Regions from separate parts of the Rattus norvegicus genome. Here all the other regions are linked to region 1. A link is a contact called in public Hi-C data. All regions are on one chromosome and are shown on one strand. The core of a region is the stretch at or near the end of the contact, and the rest is flanking DNA. Distances in the headings are between cores, read along the strand shown. Region 1 overlaps Cpm (carboxypeptidase M). Region 2 holds the start of Yeats4 (YEATS domain containing 4). Region 3 holds the start of Cpsf6 (cleavage and polyadenylation specific factor 6).

Region 1 (3,169 bases), core at 394-2,893:
GCCTCTTTTCCCACTTCCAAGTACTTTCTCCTGACTGGCTCATTCACACATTTCCCGGGCATGCGATGCTTGGCTCCCCTCCACCATTGGTCCTTAACAAAAATGAGATGTGCTTGCTTTGCAGGGGGAATGCAAGATTACAACTACATCTGGGCCCAGTGCTTTGAAATCACCCTGGAGCTGTCCTGCTGTAAATACCCTCGGGAGGAGAAGCTACCGTTCTTTTGGAATGATAACAAAGCCTCTTTGATCGAGTACATAAAACAGGTGCACCTAGGTTTGTGTCCTCTCACTTCTCCTAAGCTCACACGGTGTGGGTAGAACCTGTGGGTCGAGCATAGACCAAACCTCTGGGGGCTTGCGGCTGGGCCTCGTTTTCTATGCCGGGACGAAGGCTTTGAAGTCTCTGTGTATTATCTATGGCATGTGAGAGACGCTGTGCCCAGCTGTTCATAAGAGAGGATGATTCGTGTTCACTTGATTTGAGGGTGTAAAAGCCCAGGGTGCCTCCAATTTGATGTATTGAATGATATGTAAATCTGGCAAAAGATCAGGAAAAACCGGACGTACTCTTGCAATATCTCCAATTAGAAGCCTAGTTGGAGCCCCCTACAGGGCACTGCAGGTAAAGGCGCCTGCGCCAAACCCGGTGACCTGAGTTCATCCAGGGAGCACACAGGGTGGAAGGACAGACTGACTCCTGCAAACTATCCTCTGACCTCCAAACTCTTACGCCATAGAGCACGGATGCCTCCTCAAGACAACAAATACATCAATAAATAAGCAAATGGGAAAATTTGAAAAGAAAACCAAGTGGTTGCTGGCACCTTCATAACTTTATAAACAAATCATCGGCTCTCCCCCTCCCCCTTATGTAATCACTGTGCTGGGTCCTCGGCTGTTATTCTAACATTTCGGTTTCCGCTGGCCTTTCCCTGTGAGTCCTGGACTAATTTAACCTTTCCATCATAGCTCTCCCGATACTGATCCTTTAGTGAGTTAACTCTGAATTCTTTTGTGAAGTTCACCCTTCATTACTGTCATCAAGGACGTGCCGCCCTCTTCGTCATCTTTTAATGTAGCCGTCTCGATGATCCTCAAAGCGCTGAATCAGGGCCGGTTTTGCATGCCAGGTTTACTTGGGTTTGAGTATGTGGAAGCTGTGCGGGCTGGCAAACAATAGCATAAGTAAGAAATAATAGTAATAATAAGTAAGACATAATAGCATAAATATTGTTAGCATCAGTGCATTGAATTTAATTAGGCCATATCCATTTAATTAGGCTGTATCAGGAACATCTTTCCATCTGCCTGTCCCTGTAATCTGATGTAAACTCATTTAACGGTAGATTTATTAGCACGCCAATCCTGCCCCCTTGTGGCTTAAGGTGGGAATATTTTTCTGACTTAAAAAATGAAACTATTTCAAAATATCAATGTGGGTGTTACTACTTAATAGAAACTCTCCTCCACATTAGTGCCCTGTCCGTCTTCAGAGAGGACTTCTGTCTTTAGGTGAGAAGGCGAACACTCCTGTGATGGCATTCCCTGGTCTCTGCCACACTGGGCATTCACTGGTAACAGTTCACCACGTGCTAGACTTGTGTGTCTGATGGTGACTCCTCTGGAAGTCTCAGACCTGCCCTATGTGGGAAAGAGAAACCTCCAGGACAGCACAGGGTCTGGTCTGGAGGACAGGAGCCGGTGTTAGCACCTAGCTGTTAGGCCGGTGTCCTTTTGAAAGAAAGCATTAGACTTCTGTGTGATAAAAAGGCAGAGTAAAAGACCCACCCTGCTACACAGCAGCCGGTTCTGTGGCTCCAGAGGGGCTGGTGGGATTCACAGAGGAGTTCACTCTAAACTTGGGCTCTGTAGTATCCATGGCTGTGTTCCAGGATGTACTCTCTTGGGCTGGGAAAGACTATCTTTAGATTCCGAGGCCCAGCTAGCTTGTCTCAACTCTGGGAAGCTGCACGCTATGACAACAGCTGCTGCCCCAGCCTCCCTGGACTCTAAGGCAGATCTGAGCCTAGAGGCTGAGGAAAGGCTCACCGCCCTCACCTGGCCCTAAGAAACTGGGAAGGGACTGAGCTCCAGATTCCAATTGGGCCAAGAGGGAGATCTTTCAATCAGATCCAGAACAGGGTACCGTGTGGTCATCAAGTTTGAAGGAGAATTCTTCAGGGGGCCTGCCCTGGCTCCCACTCTGAATGGTGACCAAAAAACGCTCCATTTTTTTCCCACGGAGCGTTCAGTGTATCTCCGAGGGAGGGTTGCACCTTCCGACTGAGACGAGAGTTTCACCGTCTTTGCTTACTAGCTGGTGTTTCCCCCCCAATGTTGGCCGTTCCCTCTCCTGCTACAGCAGCTCTTTCTGAACCTTTGGATCTAGTGGTCTCTTTTCAGTGCCTGACTTCAGCACCCTGAATACGTGTAAGGACAAATATAAGTGAGACTTGGATGAGAAAGACAAAAGGAGAGGGGAAAAAACGTCAGGAAGATGTGTTTGCAGAGTTGGCCTCCATAGATAAAATGGAGAGGAAAGATGGCCTTTATAACCCACTCCTCGCCAGCTGAGGGAGGAAGTGAACCAGAAAGGGGGGGCACATAGGTCAGGGAGCCACTTCATACTTGAGATAAAGCTACTTTGTTGCTAATATGAAACCCTTCATTTTTCCTCTCTGTCTTTTTTAGAGGACACTGTTTATTGTTTTCCTGGCGTTTTTCTTTCATGACAAACAGTGGCTGAGTGTAGCTATTTGGAGATTGTTACCATTGGGTTTTATTTTGTTTTTTCATTCATGCCGTTAGGCATAAGTGACGTCACCTTCAGATAATCCGATTTGTCACTGGAGGGAACAAACTGGAATTGTGGCTGGTGTAGTCAGGGGAGGGAATTTCCCCGGGATGTGGGAAGTCCTAGGTTCGATCCCTGGCATTGTGAACACTGAAGTCTTGAGGTTGGCAAGTCTAACACAGGCTTTAGTGTGGATTCCAGAGATTGCTGTGGATCTCATATCTGGCTATGTAGTTGGCTATAAAATTAAGGAGGTTATTTAAGGGATGGATTTGATCCTTTGAACCATCAAAAAAAGAGAAGAAAGTTACTTTAATCACCCAAAGCCTTACTCTTCACATTTGCAATGTTTTGTTTTGTTTTGATGTCTTG
Region 2 (3,169 bases), core at 300-2,799, 410 kb before region 1:
CATCAGGTTTGGTGGCAAGTGCCTTTTACCTGCTGAGTGAGCTGTCCCATGGCTGGAAAGATGGCCTGAAATGTTCTACTCTAAATCACCATGTAAAAGCACGAGTATTTGGTGAAAGGAAAAGAAAATGCCTTCACAAACCTAAAAGCTAGGCTACTGAGTTCAAGCTGCCATTTTAACTGGCTCTGCTTGCCGGTAAAGGCTTTTAAATTAGCCTATGGCAGTGTTTACCAAAGTGCAGCACAAAACCCAAGGACAGTTTATGAGAAAATTTCAGGGCAAGCATTTCCCACTGCTATCACTACTATGTATAGCACAGTTTGGGTATGAAGTAGCTCCCCAAAGGCTTAGGGCTGCTCCCTAGCTGGTGGCACTGAGAGGAGACAGGACTGTGGAAGCACTAACCATGAGTTAGTACTCGGATCAGCTCATTGAAGAATGGCCTAGGAGGAGGTGAGGACAGGGGAGCACACAGGCCACCTAGGTTGGGTCTCTCAAGGGCCAATCTTGTTCTTGCCTCACCCCCGACCCCACCCCAGCTACCAAGGAGGAAACTCATTTGAGGATTACAGGCCTAACTTTCTCAAATTATCCTAGACTAAAAACCGCAAACTTCTAGACTTAGCATGTGCAAGTAGAGAAAAGTTTTCACATTAACCCTTTGCTCTGTAATCACTTCCCACCAGCCGGACACCTTACCTAAAAGCTTGGTCAAATGCACAGCTCTACAAAGCCTCTTACTCTAACATGGACTTTTACCTGGCATTTCTTTCTCCTATTGCACATCAGGGCTTTAAGGTTTTCGAGGATTTTTCATCTTATGTTTACCGTTAAGACAGCTATGGATGTATAGACACTAGGATTAAGATAATCATGACACTGACAAAGATTTTAAAAATGAAGTAGATTGGTGTAAAAATGATTTAAGAAAAAAATTCCTTTCTGTGGTGAGATCTGTAAGTAGGAGTTAAAAGGGGCGCTGGGAGAGCATCAGGAACCAGTGCCTTAAAAAGTAACCAGTGGATGTAGGAAGGTGGAAGGGGGCGACCTGGAGAGATGGCACACTGGGAAAAGACGCCTGCAACACAGGCTGGAGAGGCAGGGACTACTCCAAAGACACACCCATATGGTGACAGCAGACAACCAACTTCTGCAAGTTGTCCTCTGACCTCCACCCCTATTAATAATACATGTACAATGCTTAAATGTGAGGGAACAGGATGTCACAACGTCCAGCATTATACTGGGACTCTATGACAACCTTCACTGAACACGAAAGATGCTAAGCGCTCTTTGATGACTTTACTAGCACGGGGCTTCAGGAATGACAAGGCTACCCAGGAGCCACAGTTACCTGGTCAAGTAAGGACGCCCTAGCCAACCCGGAACCTTTGTTTTTGGCGGGACGGGAGGCGGTGACGGGGACCAATGAGCGCCGAGCTTCCGCTCTGCGCGCCGCGGCTGCGCACTGACCTTCACTCTCCCGCCGGAGTCAGGCCCAAATTCCGCCATTCTCTTGAACATATTGTCCCAGGGAAGGAGCCGCGGCCGCCAGGGAAAGAGCTCAGGCCGGCGGCCTCGTCGCTCCCCTCACAGGCCCGCTCCTCCCGCGCAAGCCCGGGCCGAGGGGTTCAGGCCGGAGGAGGGCGGGTCACCTGGGCTTGCGGCGCCGAACAGCCACCTCCTCCACACCCTCCGCGTCGGGGTCGGCCATTCAGCCCCGCGGTGGGCGAGCGGAGCGGAAGCGGGGATGGGGGCGGCGCATGCGCAACGGTTTTGGGCAGCTACGGCGCACGCGCGAGGCTGCTGCCTTCCGGGCGAGAGCTAGTTGAGCAGTTGTAGAGAGAACCGACCGAATGGGGAGATGGGAATAGTTTTAGGAAGAATTCCAGAAGTTAAGGATAGGGGAGCACCCAGCACCAAAATAGTGAACTTTTGTAACTTTAGGGTTGAGATAATCCTACGCACTTCAAGATTATAGACTCGAATCAAAGCTTCAGATAACTGGGTGTGGGGCTGCTAATACTGTTGACATGAGTTCGATTCCCAAGGCCAATATGATGGAACTAGAGAAAAGACTGCTGTCCCCTTCCCCTCCTCATGGCTCAATCTATTTTGCTGGCCATGTTCAGTCTGACTCTTCCAGATACCTTGGGCTGTTTTCTCCTCGGGCTGTTTTCTCCCTCATATCTACAGTAAAAACCTAAACCATATCTAAGAGGGATCTTGTCCTTATCTTCATTCACCATTCTTCTCTTTCATCCCCATCCCCAGTTGGAACCCTTATTTCCAACAAGCCTCCCTCCTACTTTCATGTCCTCTTAATTTGTGACTTATTGGGTTTAATTGGTGTTTCCTGTCCTACCATGGATATTGGATTCTTTACTGGAGCAAGAGAAGTTCAGTGGCTCCTAAACAAAACGGCATCTCTTTCCCAAACAGTCATGAATTGTCAATAGTACCTCGGGAAAGGGTGAAACCCATGGGCCCCTTTCCCCTATCCATGATGAAATATTAACATGCCATTCTTAGGTCTTATGAAGATACCTGCAGCTCCAGTAAGTTCAGGAGTGCAATGGTCTTGTCATGGCCAGAAGGTGTCGTTTTGCTGCATGTCTCCCACTATTTGGCTCTTTATATCCCCTTTACTGAAATACTCCCCAACCTTGGAAGGATACAACTGTCCCATATAGTGTTAAGCACACCAGCATCTCCTATTTCCAGTACTTTGGCTAGTTTTGAGTTTCTGTATTAACCACTGCTCATTGCAATAAACTTCCCTGATGAAGGCTGGGCACAGCACTAATCAATGAGACTAATCAAGAGATTGAGAAGCAAATTTGACAGCATGGTCAATCAATTTTTGCTAATCTTTAATAAAAGGTTTTGTTTTTTACTTTATTATGTGTGTGTACGTGCACACACACATACACAACACATACAACACATACACACATACATACAACACATACAACACACACACATACACAACACATACACACACACACACACACACACACACACACACACGGCATCTTTAGACTTCAGATTATACTTTGCGGCAGTCATCTTGGATCCTAGGGATCCAATTCATCATGCTTGATAGCAAATGCCTTTCATTTCGCCAGCCCCTGTTTTTGATCATCTTGGCTGTTTCTATAGTCGTCCT
Region 3 (3,169 bases), core at 276-2,775, 290 kb before region 1:
TCTAAGATCGAGGCCAGTTTGATCTGAATGAGTTCCAGAACAACCAGGACTACACAGAGAAACTCTTGTTTTTGTCAGCAGTAATTAAAACCCTGTCAAAATTTGCTTTTCTTTTCTAATATTTAAGCCAAAGGCACATTCTTGAAAAACAAAGCAGTAAGGATTTAAGAGTTTCCACTGTTTTTAAGTCTTATATCCCTAGTCATAAATAGAAGGCAAACACAATATAAACCAATGGCATTTTACTAAGGTTCTCACCGGAACCTTGGAATTTGTTAATGTGGTTGGATGTAATTTGAAAAACGTGAATATACGAAATGCAATTTAAAAAAATATATGAGGAGAGTAAAAGGCTAAACAGAGGTTACAAACTCTGGCAATCAACCGTTTCAAGGATATTCATCACCAGACAACAGAACTAGCAAGTTCTGTGTATCCGAGGCCGGTGAGACCGGAAAACGTTACACGTCTCACTTTCTCCAGCCTTTCAAACCGTGAAGCAGAGCCCACAGGGCAAACACTTCGCTTTCAAACTACAGTCACGTCCACAACGACTTGTCAGCTACACTACCGAGTGGCGGCCGGTCTCCGTTTCAGCCTCTCTGATCAGTTAAGCTAGGTACCAGCATCCACCATCTTTTTGTTCTGTCCAACCACCGCGCTTCCAAGTCTTTGGCGATATTTTTTTTCACAAAGGCCAAGGACTGGGCCTCGGAGGCTCTGCAAGTCCTCGACTACCAAGGTGGGCCGCCGTACCGACTTTTAAACGCGATCGGTGGGTCCAAAAGTCAGATGACTTGTTGCAGACGTAACCAAACCTAAGCAGCCATCCCCTAGGGGACCGGTGAGCAAGGACCTGGCGCCACACCGAAATCCGTCGCAAACGCGAGCAGGAGCCCAGGGAGAGCGGGCGCGCGGGATACAAAGGGCTGTGAACGCGGCCTTCCATGAGGCGACCGTGCGCGGACAGAGACACAAAATGGAGCGGCGGGAGGAATCGGAACCCGAAGCGGCAGGCAGGGACGGGATGGAGGCGGCGAGCGCGCGCCCAGCCAGGGCTTCCCCTCAGGCCGGCAGCGGGGGAGGGGGCGCGGCGGCCCGTTCTCCCCGCCCCGCACACGCGGCCTAGCTCGGCGGGAAGCGCCCGCCACCTAGCCAACAATGGGGCGTGAAGCCGTCCTGAGAAAGGAGCGGGCGGCGGCGGCCGCTGCACGGCGACCGGGCCCCGCGCTCCAGAGCCCGCGGCCCGCAAAACGACGCGCGAGAACAAGGGGTGAGGGGACGTCGCGCACGGCGGCGCGGCCCGGAGGCGCCAAGGGCGCACGGTCTGCAGCGAAGCCGGCTCGCGGGCCGCGACGGCCCTGGTCAGCCAAGCGTCCAGGCCGCGGCACCGTCCGCGTTGGCGGCGGAGCCTGGACCCTCACGTACCTGGTTGAACTCTTCCCCCACATCCGCGTAAATGTCTATGTGGTCCACACCGTCCGCCATCTTCCCTCGGCCTCGGCCGCCGCCGCCGCCGCCTCCTGCAGGTCGGCCCGCCGAGGCAGCAGCAGCGGATCTAGCGGTGGGGGCGGGGCGCTCTACGTCACTTCCGAGGGGCGGAGACGAGGGTGCAGCGGCCCGCTGGTGCTGACAGAGGACTCCGCTGAGGGTCCGTGGCGGTTCTGAGGCGCTAACTAGTTCCTTTGTGTGCAGGATTGAGCCGCGGCTGGGGAAGGGCGTGATTTCCCCGCCATCCCGCACGCCATGAAACCCGCTTATTTCCAGAGAATGTCTTTTCAAACTGCATATGTGCGTGCGTGTGCGTGTGCGTGTGTGTGTGTGTGTGTGTGTGTGTGTGTGTGTGTATGTATTCTTATTTTTTCCTACGTTTTTTGCTTCCAAGGTCTCGAGAGATGGGAGCTATGTATACACAATTAAAAACAGAATGTGATGCCCTGGTCAATGTCTTATTTTTGCTTCTTCAGACAACTGAATTTTGTGGTTACCTTGAATTATTTGCATATTGCACGTTTGCATCTCTTATCTTTATGTAGTTGTAAGCATCTTTTCGCTTCTTCCCTCCTCCTCCTTCCTCCCCCATTGCCTTTGCTTTTACCTTTTTTATGTCTGTGGTAGGTTGTCCCCAGGCATCGTTCAGTCTTCTATCCTCATTTTAGAGCACATACAACAGAGTAGATGTATCCTAAATCAACTAACTCCTGGGTTCAGAATGCTGAGCTACAAGCGAAATTAAAAAGGTGGAGTGAAGTCCAAGCAACCCGTTTTACAGATGAGAGAACTAAGGTCTCATAGAACTTAAGTTACTTAACTGGGTTTACATGACTTGTAAAGGTGCACGCCTTTTAACACCGATGATTCAGAGATCTCTATTTCCAACGGTTCCACCCATTTCTTTCCTTCCATTTAAAAACTCAACAGGTCACTCAGCTGCCTGCGTGCTTGATTCAGTGCCCCCCAGCACTCTGAAGGAGAATAGAGAGAATGGAGCCAAATCCTCTTAAAATAGTCCTCTGATCTACTCAGTACCTCTGTTTAGCTACTCCTACCTCCACCCCAACCCTGCCAAACAAATAAGTTAACATTTATTAAGAAAACAAAAACAAAAAACCACCAGATCAGACTGGTCTGAAATCATCAAAAAAACCATCTATGTTTGTAAAAGTTGCAGTCACAGAGACTAACCTCTTAATCTGAATAAACATTTTTTAATTTTTTTATATGTTGGGGTGTTTTGCCTGCATATAGTCTGTGTACTACACATGTGCAGTGACCTGGGAGGACCCAAAAAAGGAGTATCAGTTGACTAAGATGGTATTAGATAGGGTTGTGAACCATCACATGGGTGCTGGGACTCAGACCCTTACCCTGGAAGAGAATCCAGCACTATGGAGCATTGTACAAACAGGAAAACAGGACTTAATGGTGACCACCACTGTTGAAAAGCCCTAAACTCCAAATTTTGCTTAATTAGAAGTCAAATGCATTCTGAGTGGTGGTGGTCACAGCACTTGGGAGGCAGAGGCAGGTGGATCTCTGTGAGTTTCAGGCCAGCTTGGTCTACAGAACAAATTCCAGGACAGCCAGGCTACACAGAGAAACTCTTGTCTCAAAAGCCAGAACAAACCAAAACAGTAAAAAAAACACAGCTTCATCCCTCAGCTACATT

What was found. Hi-C and Micro-C count contacts between places; a contact is called where the count stands out from the background.
Region 2: a Hi-C map of Schwann cells shows a contact between it and region 1, with 12 times the contacts expected there. The contact joins the promoter of Yeats4 here to the enhancer-like site in region 1. A contact is called at or near these places in 2 of 12 Hi-C or Micro-C datasets (Schwann cells and frontal cortex).
Region 3: a Hi-C map of Schwann cells shows a contact between it and region 1, with 4 times the contacts expected there. The contact joins the promoter of Cpsf6 here to the enhancer-like site in region 1. A contact is called at or near these places in 4 of 12 Hi-C or Micro-C datasets (the A7r5 cell line, Schwann cells, frontal cortex and 1 more) and 1 of 1 datasets of contacts at active chromatin or transcription factors (oligodendrocytes).

Annotation. Positions count from the first base shown.
Region 1 is chr7:55,160,373-55,163,541 of GRCr8, forward strand. Cpm (carboxypeptidase M) reads left to right here. Exons shown (of 9, transcript NM_001108098.1): 7 at 125-277. Among named protein-coding and RNA genes, the nearest start is that of Mdm2, 39 kb to the right of the region's middle. Within about 2 kb of position 1,644, at least 17 of the 93 cell types and tissues checked have an H3K27ac peak or open chromatin away from gene starts, as enhancers often do. A contact at or near this core is called in Schwann cells, where this site is marked.
Region 2 is chr7:54,749,812-54,752,980 of GRCr8, forward strand. It overlaps Yeats4 (YEATS domain containing 4), which reads right to left and starts at 1,550. Exons shown (of 7, transcript NM_001127527.2): 1 at 1,474-1,550. The coding sequence starts at 1,524.
Region 3 is chr7:54,872,473-54,875,641 of GRCr8, forward strand. Cpsf6 (cleavage and polyadenylation specific factor 6) reads right to left here and starts at 1,526. Exons shown (of 10, transcript NM_001106785.1): 1 at 1,429-1,526. The coding sequence starts at 1,488.